2 separate regions of the Ovis aries genome follow, and region 2 is linked to region 1. The links are chromatin contacts, called in public Hi-C maps. All regions are on one chromosome and are shown on one strand. Each heading gives the region's core, a stretch centred on a gene start, on an enhancer-like site or on the middle of the called end of the contact. The rest is flanking DNA. Distances are from core to core; before and after follow the strand shown. Region 1 holds the start of FOXO1 (forkhead box O1). Region 2 has its middle 340 kb from the start of COG6.

Evidence for each region. A called contact is a pair of places that touch in the nucleus more often than the background predicts.
Region 2: a contact with region 1 is called in a Hi-C map of blood, with 4 times the contacts expected there. The contact joins the enhancer-like site here to the promoter of FOXO1 in region 1. A contact is called at or near these places in 3 of 16 Hi-C or Micro-C datasets (blood, liver and mixed tissues).

What each region holds. Positions count from the first base shown.
Region 1 is chr10:22,145,859-22,151,720 of ARS-UI_Ramb_v3.0, forward strand. It overlaps FOXO1 (forkhead box O1), which reads left to right and starts at 4,481. Exons shown (of 3, transcript XM_027973596.2): 1 at 4,481-5,605. The coding sequence starts at 4,937.
Region 2 is chr10:22,678,573-22,684,142 of ARS-UI_Ramb_v3.0, forward strand. No RefSeq gene overlaps it. Among named protein-coding and RNA genes, the nearest start is that of COG6, 340 kb to the right of the region's middle. Within about 2 kb of position 4,054, at least 3 of the 54 cell types and tissues checked have an H3K27ac peak or open chromatin away from gene starts, as enhancers often do. A contact at or near this core is called in liver, where this site is marked.

The DNA of each region.
Region 1 (5,862 bases), core at 3,231-5,730:
GGCCTGGCGTGCTGCGATTCATGGGGTTGCAAAGAGTCGGACACGACTAGGTGCTCTATAAATATTTGTTGAATGAATAAGAAAATCCAAAGAGAACTAGTCCTCAAGAAAAATGAATGACTGCTTCTGATATTTGCCATAGGCCAGGTTTCAGGCCATGGGTTTAAGAAGCCAAAGCTGTGTTCTTTCAGGTGATTATTTTCTATGGGCAACTGGAAGAAAGCGTTTTCAGTTGATAGCAATGTATCCTATGATTCAGACAGAATATTGAAAATGAGCAGTTCTGGGGAAGAGAAGGTGGAGTAGTAAGTTAAGTGCCATCCACTTAAGAAGAATAGGCATCCAAGCTTTTTGCTCATTAAATTGGACTTAAATTACCTATTTTGACATGTAAGAATTTAAACCAGAGATCAATGTGGTGGTGGTGAGGGGTAAATATAGAAATTTCTGCCTTGGAATTGATCAAAGGGAACCATCCCCTCAGTCTTCCTGTCAAGGACGATGTAATAACTACTCTGAAAAGCGGCAGGGGAAAGAATATCACTATGGTTTGTGAGATGGACTTTGTGAGCATAAACTTCCTTTTTCATCTTAATTGTCCTTACCTGACATGAAATGTTTTTCTTCCTAGTTTGTCCACACACACCAATGATAATGATTCCCACTTACTTATTAAGAAGTGAGAATCGTTAGAAAAAGCCTTCAAAACAAACAGCTACCATTAAAAAAAAAAAAAAAACTGAAGGAGAAAATAAACCTTTTTCTCTTAAGAAGAACTAGTGGCAACCTAAATCCTTCACCATCCTGCAAAGAAAATATTTACATGTTTTGACTAAAAAAAAAACCACCCAAAACCCACAAAATTCCTTTTGTAATCTTTTTATCTTACTATCATTTTTTGTGTGTCTCCTTTTAAAAAGTCTTTTAAATCAAAACTTCCAGCTCAGTAAATTTTACTTTCATCGAAGTAAAATTACTAAAATCTATGGGATCGACTGAGAAATACACTACAAAGTTTTATTGTGATTATCGATACCTTGGGATTGAGCTGTGCTCAGTTGCTCAGTCGTGTCCAACTCTTTGCGACTCCATGGACTGTAGCCCACCAGGCTCCTCTGTTCGTGGGACTCTCCAGGCAGGAATGCTGGAGTAGGTTGCCATGCCCTCCTCCAGGGGATCTTCCAACCCTAGGGATCCAACCCAGGTCTCCCGCATTGCAGGTGGATTCTTTACCGTCTGAACCACCAGGGAAGCCCACATTGGTATTATGTGGTATTTATAATTTTCGATCTGTGTACTGAGATTATTGATGGGAAAGCAGGAAATTGAAGCTCTAACCCTGACAGCATCACTGTTACTTATGTGAACTTGAGCAAATCAGTTCACTTTACTGTGTCTCAGTTCATTGTGTGGTGCCTCACCTCTAGGATGATCTCCAGATTTGCTTCCAACTTTAACATCCTCTAGGTCTAGCTGAAAATAAAGTTCATCTTGATATACCCATACTACTACTACTAAATCGCTTCAGTCGTGTCCGACTCTGTGCGACCCCATTGATGGCAGCCCACCAGGCTCCGCCGTCCCTGGGATTCTCCAGGCAAGAACACTGGAGTGGGTTGCCATTTCCTTCTCCAAAGCATGAAAGTGAAAAGTCAAAGTGAAGTCGCTCAGTCGTGTCCGACTCTTAGCGACCCCATGGACTGTAGCCCACCAGGCTCCTCCGTCCATGGGATTTTCCAGGCAAGAGTACTGGAGTGGGGTGCCATTCCCTTCTCCGTGATATACCCATAATGGAGGGCAATTTGGCAGACTTCCCTGGTGGCTCAGACGGTAAAGTCTGTCTACAATGCGGGAGACCCAGTTTCAGTCCCTGGTATGGGAAGATCTCCTGGAGAAGGAAATGGCAATCCACTCTGGTACTATTGCCTGGAAAAGGACAGAGGAGCCTGGTAGGCTACAGTCTACAGGGTTGCAAAGAGTTGGACACAACTGAGCAACTTCACTTTCAGAATTACAAATGCACTTGACTGCTGACCCCAGTGATCTTTCTGGACATTCCTCCTGTGGATGTACTTGCACATATGCAAAATCTCTTAGTTCTATGAGATTACAGAACAGTTTGTGATCCCTCAAGAGTAGAAACAAGCAAAACATCCTCCAGCAAGGCTAGTAAACTGATACATACAATGGTATGGTTGGGAGCTATAAATATATTTTTAATTTTTTGTAACCATGTGGCAGGGACACTGGTGCTGTAGGTACTCAAGAAAGACCAAAAAAAGCGAATTTGTCATTTAAAGAAACAATTGGGCATGACAGCTCAGAAGATTTCAAGGATCTGGGGAGAAAGTCTGTAAGAAAAAACTCCTTTAACCAAATACCTTCCTCCAACTGAGGTCCTGAAAAGCCGGAATTGAAATGAAGGCAAGGCCAAATTTGCAGTTGGCTTCCTTTGCCAGGCATGATCCACTTGGGCACCGCCTATCTGTAGGGTGCGGCCGTCTGAATGGGGGCTGCCCATATAAAGCGTAGTCGGAAAGGTAGAGGGTAGCAGCGGTTGTACGCTACCGCCTTCCTTTCGGCTCATCATCTGGGTTACTGAGGTCCTCTAGCGGCTGGCTGAGGAGGCCGGAACAGTCTCAGTCTGATAGTAAACGCTGAGACCACAGGAGGCGAGTGGGAACCAACCCTATCTTCAATCCATCACGCTCACGAACCCCAGCTACCCCCAGTATCAGTGGGAAGCTGTTGTGATAATCGGATTATGAAGAAATTGGAGTTTGGACGGGTGAGAATGTCAACGAGGACCAAATCTTTCTCTAAATCTTTTCAAACTTTTCTAAACGAGGCCTCCTTTGCTTTAGATGCCACTTTTTCAATTGAAGAACTGTCATAAAGAGGTTTTTTTTTTTTTTTTTTTTTTTTTTTGCCGGGGGGTGGGGTGGTGGTGAATTGGAAGCTGTCATTTTGGACAAAGATATTTAAAACTCTACCGTCAGTCGTACATCTTCAGTGATCCCATCTCTCTGAAAGGAAATGCCTTCCATATTCTTTCTAAAAAGAGCAAAACAAAACTTGACAAGTATTTCTTCTGCTCCCTGAGACACAAGGGCCATTGTCTTCCTTTGGCCCCCACTGATCTTGGCAGGACAGCCTGGACCTAGAGCCCAGATGGAGCGAGGTGGGGTGGGATGGGAGGGGGCAGTGATTGACACGCGGGACAAGCAGCCTAAAGCAACACCTGGGAGTGGGGCAGGGCTTCGCCTCAAGCCTTTGGTACTGTCCCCTGTTAGGTTTTCACCTCTCAACGTCTCAGCACTTGCATTCTAAATAGCAAAGCAATGACAAGCAAACAATCGAATTTAGTGTAAGTAAGTAATAAAGTGACAAGGCTCTCCCTAAGTGCTCTCCTCTGACCCCGCCTTCCCCGTCGTCCCGGACTGACTCAGTGGACAGTCTGAGGTTCCTGCCCAGGGGAACAGGTTCCCACGGAGGGCACGAGGGTTGAGGCTGCCTTCGGCTCTGAGGATGCGTGTGCAGGAGCAATCGTCTTCGGCCGGGGCCGAGCCCCCGTGAACCCGGCTCGGGGCGGCTCGTCTGGCCAACGGCGCCCCCCACCGCCAACCCCCCCACTAGTCTACACCGACCGCCGAGGCTCAGCTCGCTGGTGCGGAAAGGTGGGTTCCCGGCGCTGCGGCGGCGGCTGGGTCCTCCCCGCCGACTCGGCAGTCAGAGCCCGGGCCCCGCGCGGGGGTGGGGACAAGCGTGTGTGCGGCCCGCGCCCGGGGCCGGAGAACTCGACACATCGCAGGGAAAGGAAAAAAAAAAAACAAAAAACAACCAACCAAACCAAATAAAAACAAAACCCACCGACTTGCCCACGTTTCTCTGCAGAGAAATCGTGGGCGGAGTCGAGAGGGGGCGAGTGAGCAGAACTCCGACGAGGCCGCCTCCGCCCGCCCACGCACCCACCCACCCGGCGGCCCCCTGAGCGCTGATTGTCCCCGGCCCCCGCCCGGCCCAGCTTCGGGCTCCCGAGCGCAGGTCGAGGCGAAGCGGGCGGCTCGTTCCACTCGGGCTTCCCGAGTACTCGGCTGGGCTCCTCAGTAGTAAACAAAGTGTCGCCGCCGCCTCCACGTTGGTTTGCCTCCTAGCAATCAAAACACTGAGAGGGCGAAAGACTCACAGAAACACTCGAGAATTACCAGAAAATAATAACAGAGAGCCAAAAAAAAAAAAAAACCCAAAAAACAGAGAGCGAGCGAGCGAGGGAGAGACTGTGCATGTCAAATAGAAAAACACCCTACTACCCCCCACCAACCAACCCACTGCCGCCTCCCCGTGGAAAACCGAGCCCCGCCCAGGCCGGCGCCCATTGGCGGCCCGGGCGCCGCCGCCGCACTTTCATTGGTCGCAGGGGCCGTCCGTCAGGGGCGGGCCGGCGCGCGCGCCGCCGCCGCCGCCGGCGGGGGGCGGCGGCAGATCCCGTAAGTCGGGGCGGCCGCGTAGTCGCTGCTGCCGCCGCCGCCGCCGCAGCATTCAACAGGCAGCAGCGCCGCGGTCGCGCCCGCCCGGGGAGAGCAAGCGGCCCGCGGCGTCCGTCCGTCCGTCCGTCGTTCGGCGCGGAGAGCGACGCCAGCGCTGTCGGGGCCCCGACGACTCTGGCCTGCCGTCCCGTCAGTGCAGCGGACCCGGAGGCGCCTAGATGCGGACGGAGCCGTGAAGTTAAGTTCTGGGCTCGCGCTTCCACTCCGCCGCCGCCGCGCCTCCCTCCGGGTTTCCGTCCGCTCGCTGCACCGACCTCACCCCTTCCCGCAGATCTCGGACAGGCTCTCGGCGCCCTCTCTCCCCTCGGCGCCGCCCCCCCCTGCCCGGTGCTGCGCTTTTCTCACTTCTGGGCAAGTCCCGCGGCTGGGGGAAGGGTGGGGGGGTCACCATGGCCGAAGCGCCCCAGGTGGTGGAGATCGACCCGGACTTCGAGCCGCTGCCCCGGCCGCGCTCGTGCACCTGGCCGCTGCCCCGGCCGGAGTTTAGCCAGTCCAACTCGGCCACCTCCAGCCCGGCGCCGTCGGGCGGCGCAGCGGCGAACCCCGACGGCGCCGCGGGCCTGCCCTCGGCCTCGGCGGCCGCTGTCAATGCCGACTTCATGAGCAGCCTGAGCCTGCTGGAGGAGAGCGGGGACTTCCAACAGGCGCCCGGCTCCGTGGCGGCAGCCGCGGCGGCGGCGGCGGCGGTGGCGGCGGCTGCTGCGGCGGCCGCAGCTGCTGCCACCGGGGGGCTGTGTGGCGACTTCCAGGGCCCGGAGGCGGGCTGCCTGCACTCGGCGCCGCCGCAGCCCCCGCCGCCCGGCCCGCTGTCGCAGCACCCGCCCGTGCCTCCCGCCGCGGCCGCCGCCGCCGGCGGGCCGCTCGCGGGGCAGCCGCGCAAGAGCAGCTCGTCCCGCCGCAACGCGTGGGGCAACCTGTCCTACGCCGACCTCATCACCAAGGCCATCGAGAGCTCGGCCGAAAAGCGGCTCACGCTGTCGCAGATCTACGAGTGGATGGTCAAGAGCGTGCCCTACTTCAAGGATAAGGGCGACAGCAACAGCTCGGCGGGCTGGAAGGTGAGCGGCCTCCGGGCGCACGGCCGGAGCGGGAGGGGTGGGTGGGTGTCCGGGGGAGCCGGCCTCCGTCTGAGGTCGCTGCGGGGCAGAGGACGGGGGACGGGGGCCCGCCGGTACAAGTTTTCTTGGCCTGAAAGTGCAAGGCACGCGGGTAGCGCGTGCAGGGTGAGGGCGAGAGTGGCAGAGGTGGGTCGTGGGCTTGCCCGGGACCCGTCGAGGGGGGCGGGGGGCAGAAATGAGTGTGTGTGCGCGCGCTC
Region 2 (5,570 bases), core at 2,804-5,303, 530 kb after region 1:
TGCTGAGGAGAGTTAAATATCAATCTAAGTATAACATCAGTATGTAAACAGATTGATGAATTGCTAGATTGCTAGGATATAAAGCATATGGAGCAGCAGGAACGCTCCGAGGAGCTGAGGATAATTTTAGCATTTCATAAAATCTGAGGATGAGACCAGTTGATTAAACTTGCCCATGGTATTCTGGTTTTACTCTCAAGGCTACATAGGACAATTAGCATCTGAACAGTAAAATAAAACTTGCTAGCTTGTTTCCCCTCCAAGGGTTAATGGGCCCTGTGGGTGTTGGTGCTAGAACACACTGTAGGGATAGACTGGGAGGGGTCGTCACCCTGAGGGCAGACTCTGTTATCTGTTCCCTGAATGCTGTGCACAGACGGCTAAGGTTCCAAAGCATTTAGCAGATCTTCAGTGCAAGAAAGATGAAGAAGCCATTGCTTTTCATGTGGTGGGAACAAGACTAGAAACCAGGTTTCTCCTCTCTCCATTCTGAGCCCTTTTTGGGCAATTAAGCTAGCTTCACAGACTGCATTCAGCAATGGCATTGTATATTTCACAGCTTGCTGTGATCAGGAGAGATTGCCTCTCTTTCCTGGATTCTATAAGTAGATCTTTCTTCCCTTCCGATTGTGGATATAGCCTGGCTAGGCAAGCTGGGGTGGATGGAATTAAGTTGATAGGTCCTGTGGATCCTTTGAGGAGTTAAGGAATTTCAGGGTAATTCCATGCAGTCCGAGAAAAGCTGAGAATTAAGCAATCGGGAGTGAATTTAAGCCCAAGAGGCAGCTAAGGTGGAAAATGACTTGACCCTTCACTGAAATGGAGTTTGGCAAATCTGACCGGAGCTACCCAAGAAGAGAAAGTGGAGTGTTCAGAGGTGAACCATGGAGGAGATGAGAGAAGAAGGCTCTCAGTTCAGGCTCAGAAGACCGCAGCCACTGAGCCGAGGAGGCTGTGGGTGAAGCTGTTAAGGCTGCCTTGCCAGGCTTCCCCGGCATGCTCACCCCAGGAGTCAGGGCAAGTGGTCTCCAAGCGCATAGGTGATCGGGCTAAGCGGCAGCTCCAAACTTGCACCTTCACTTCCAGGGAGCTGCTGGCAGAACGGTGGAGTGAACAGCATCTGGATGAGGAGAGACCCCCTCCTTTCCGGGAGGAGGACAGGACAGCTCCGGGGAAGGCTGGCCCCACCACTTCCTGAGGGTAGGAGAGGGCCCAAGAGGAGCTGGGCTTGGCGCAGCCCCTGCACATCTGACTCCAAACTGGCCTTCTATCCCCCAAGAGAGAATGTAGGAGGAACCCTGGAACGTGCCTGGAGCCAGAGTCATCATTTTGCTGCCCTGCTAGTCCATTTTGCAGAAGTGTGCATTTTTTCCACGATGTTTAAAAAAAAAAGAATGAGCGTGCTCTACTTTAAAGTGTTACTGTAGTTTTCCTTCGGGGACAATCAAATGCCTCATGTATTAGATGTGACCATTTATTCTAACTTCACTGGGTAGTGATTCCACACAGTCTTTCCAGAAGTCTCTAGAAAGTTCCCTTGCCGATCTTCTAACACGTTTAACTACCTGGGGAGGGAGGGATCCTCCTCGCAGCACCCTGAACTGGACTCCAAGGAACTATCATTTCTAAGAATGAGTATATCAAACAGGGGTAGAAAAATGTACGGACCCTTGAGTGGGATGTGGTAGGGCTTGGTGTGAGAACTACCATATGAGGTTTTAGTGAAAGAAAAAATTATGAATGTATAGGACAGAATAGGCTTTGAGTTCGATGGACTGATTCTTGTTCTCTAAATGGATGGGTAAGGGAGGAAGAAGAGGGAAGGAAGGGAGGGGAGGAGGAGGAGAGAGAGAAGAAACTGCAGCCACATAAGACGCTGTCCTGAACTTTGAGACGCTAAAACCGACTGCACTTCCCAGAGGAAGTTTGTCAGCTTCGCTGACTGCCCGGATATTGGTAAATTGCACGTAGCATAGTTAGAAGCCTTCCTGGTTTTGTCAGCTGCCCCGCTAGGTGTGTGACCTTTGGCAGACACAGTGTGTATTTGCTCCCGCTTGACTCCCGGTGGCAAGTCCACTTAGATAAAGCCCTCCTCTCAAGGCCGTCTCTCCACTGATGACCTCTGGGGCGCCCATCTCTGCTTTCCTGCTTTGAGATCTTCCTTGTCAGGTCCCCCTTATCACTGGGAAAACTTGACCTCCAGCACACAAAGCGTGCCCTACACACAAAACTGGGAGCAACAGAACTTTCTGACTTTAAAGTCAATCTGGCTTTGCTTAGCTTTGAACAGAGCATTTGTATTTTGAAACTGTTTATGAGAAGTCCTTTGAGCTCTGACCTGCAAACACAGATATCAAGAAATGCTGGGGCCAGAGTGTCCACATGGCTGGGATAAGGGCAACGGAGTTGAAGAATAATAAAACCTGTCACTGATTGCTTAGGGTTTTGAATTCTCCAAAGGCAGTCCTTTCTGGTCTTTGGCCTTTGGTCCAGGGGGAAAAAACAAAAAACAAAAAACAGAGGCTTCTGAAATAAAGTATATTAGAGTCTTCACCTGGCTGTTCGCCAACTGTGAGAACTTAGGTGTTCTGCTTTGCTCAGGAAGCTAAGTTTTATCAGATGTAGTCACAGGATTGTTGAGAGGACTAAATGAAGTAATAAATGCTTTCTAAGAGCTTCCCAAATATTTTATGTCTTCCCCCATGTTACAGATAAGAATACCAAGGTCCAAAAAGGTTGAATAACTTATCCAAGCTGGGAAGACATATTCAAGAATTAAGGCCAGAGGAGGTGGTCAAGAAATTCCCATTAAAATCAGATTTAACATCATGTTACTATGATTCTATCTATCTCCCTCAGAAATTTGCCTCTGGGGCTAAAAGAACCATGGTGTATTTTTTAATATTTTCACAAATTATTTTAGGTTCTATTTTCTTCTATGAGGCATTCTTGGAGATAAAAGGGACAAAGAACCCTGTTGCATTTGTTCTGTGATCCTTGTAATATAAAAATTATAACAGAGCTAACCCCCGGCGATGGACACAACGTGGAGAAAGCATGACAAATACAGTCCTTAGTTTAGTGTTTTGCAAATAGTACGTGTCCAATAAGTATACGGCGATTGGGTGTTTAGAAAGATCAGGTCACTGATATTCTGGGAGAAGGCCAACAAGTCCTGGAAAAGAAAACAGACATTTCGTGTTGCTGTGCGTGTCCCACCCTGGAGGAAGATAAACAAGCAGTTATGTCCGCAGGGCTGGGGTCAGTGTGACACTAAGAACTGCAAAATCGAAGCGGTTATTTTGGCAACCAGAGTCCTAGACACTCACCACGGCACCAGCTGATATGTATTCCAAGGAGAAGATTATTATAATGTATCTCTTGGATTAAGTTTTTCCTATTACAAGAACTCTGTGTCAGATTCAGCTAAAATAAACTAATGCAAATACCGCCTTACCAATGGAGTTGCCTTTTCACTTTCAAAAGCTCACCTCCATCTTTACACATTGCCTTTCTGGACTTGATCCCCAGAACAACCACGTGGGATAAATAGAGCAAGTATTTTTATTTGTGATCTTTACTGAGGTGGGGCTGGGGAGCTTGTGTATCATGGGTTCATCTAGCAAGGTGACTGGTACATGTGTGTTAGTCGCTCAGTTGTGCCCGGCTCTCTGTGACACCATGGACTGTAGCCTGCCAGCCTCCTCTGTACATGGCTGGTATATAATGGGTCCTTAATGAACAATAATTAATAGCCATCACTGAGTGTTTACCATGTGGCAGACACTACTCTGAGCTCTTCATGTGCGTCTTTAGGGGGAGTTAGGCGTCATCGTGATGAGCGTGTGAGACGGCCACTCACTCGTAGAGTGACCTTGGGCAGGTTACTGAAGCACTTTGCTCTCAGTTTCATTGCCTGGAATACGGGAATAATAACTGGGCTGACCTCATAAGGTTACTGTGACGATCACCTGAGCTGATGCAGATGAAGCCTTCGGAGCAGGGCTGGCGTATCTGAGTGCTCAGTAAATACTGACTACTATTTGTTCTTCTCCCAGTCACCTCTCCAGTCATTGGTGGAACCAGCATTGGAACCCAGGTTGCCTGGCTCAACAGCCTGGGTCTCTGATCCTTATTTATTCGGAATGCGTAACCAGAGTAGTGAAGAAACAACCTAGAGTCAGGCAGCAAGACAGTGGCCCAAAGCTGCGTCTCCCGTCACTCAGGCTACAGTTCCAGCGCCAGATAGAGGCGGAGCTGCGGAGAGTGCGCAGGCGCGCTGCCGAGGAGGAGGCGGGGAGGTCCAGACACCCTCTGGGTCCTCAGATAACCCTTCCCTCCAGGCTGCTGATGTGTTTAGGACTGCAGGCATCAGCCTTCTGCCCTTTGGTGGTAAAAGGCTGGATGCTGTAGCGTGCTGAGGTGGGGAAAAGAACTGAGTGAGCTCAGAAGTGCTCGTAAGTGGTAACAGGTAACTCTCCAGTTTACACAGCACTTTCACGTTCATTGTCTCACTGGGTCATTGGGCCAACCGTGTGACATAGACTATTATCTCCAGTTTTGAAGCAACCCAAGCGCAGAGACGTTTTGTGAACTTGTCCAAGTGTTAGGGTTGGCAAACTCCAGAGCCCAGCCTTCCAAGCAGGGTCTTCTCACTCCAGATCTTGTGTTCCCATCTGGACAAAATATTTGACCCATTCCACTGAAGGATCTTTGTCCTTGGCCTCATTAAAAAAAAAAAAAAAAAATTCATGATCTTTCCACAGTGTTGATTTTGATCTTCTTGGGAAAGTTTCGGTTTGAACCTTTTGGAAGACAGAGAGTATGGAACAAGATGAATTCCCAGATCACAACCACAGCCATGGCCTCTGTGATTCTTTTCCAGAATTTTATGAAATAAATAAAATTATTTACTTGGAATGCCTGGTGCAGGAACTGTCACAAAAGCTGTAAAGAACCGTTTATTGGGGACTGTCTAATCATGTGCTGCGATTTAAAAAAGTGTGGGAGAAGGATAGGGGGCATGGGGAAGTTTATTACATTCATTTTATATGTTATTGTCTTATTCTGGTGATCTTTTATTTCAAAACTTCAGTCCACAGCAGTCGTCCACATAAAACAGTGCTCTCTGGATCCTCTGTGATTCATCATGCCTCTTTTCCTCCCGTATCTAGAGATTGTTTTTCATTTTGAACCCAATTGCTGCTTCTGTGATTCTGTGGCAAATCACCCTCCTCAGCCATGTGGTATAATTACTTCCATGGCAATGGGCTGAAGTTAGAGACAGGCCATTATGTGAGGCTGCTGGCTGAGCAGAGAGACCAGAGCTAAGAGTTCCTTTTAACCCGGCTATCCTTAATAATGGCAGGACAGAGGTAGAAAATTACTGGCATGATAAATTGCTCTTTTCAATAAAGGCTTTGTTCCTATCTTTTAAAAAGCTGTGCCACACTGAGAAAATTTCTCCATATTTTTAATCCTGGATCATTTTGTGTAAGAAAAACCTCCCAGTGAAAATGGTCTAATGCAATGTGCTGAGTTCGGCTTTGGTAAGGCTCCACACATCGTCC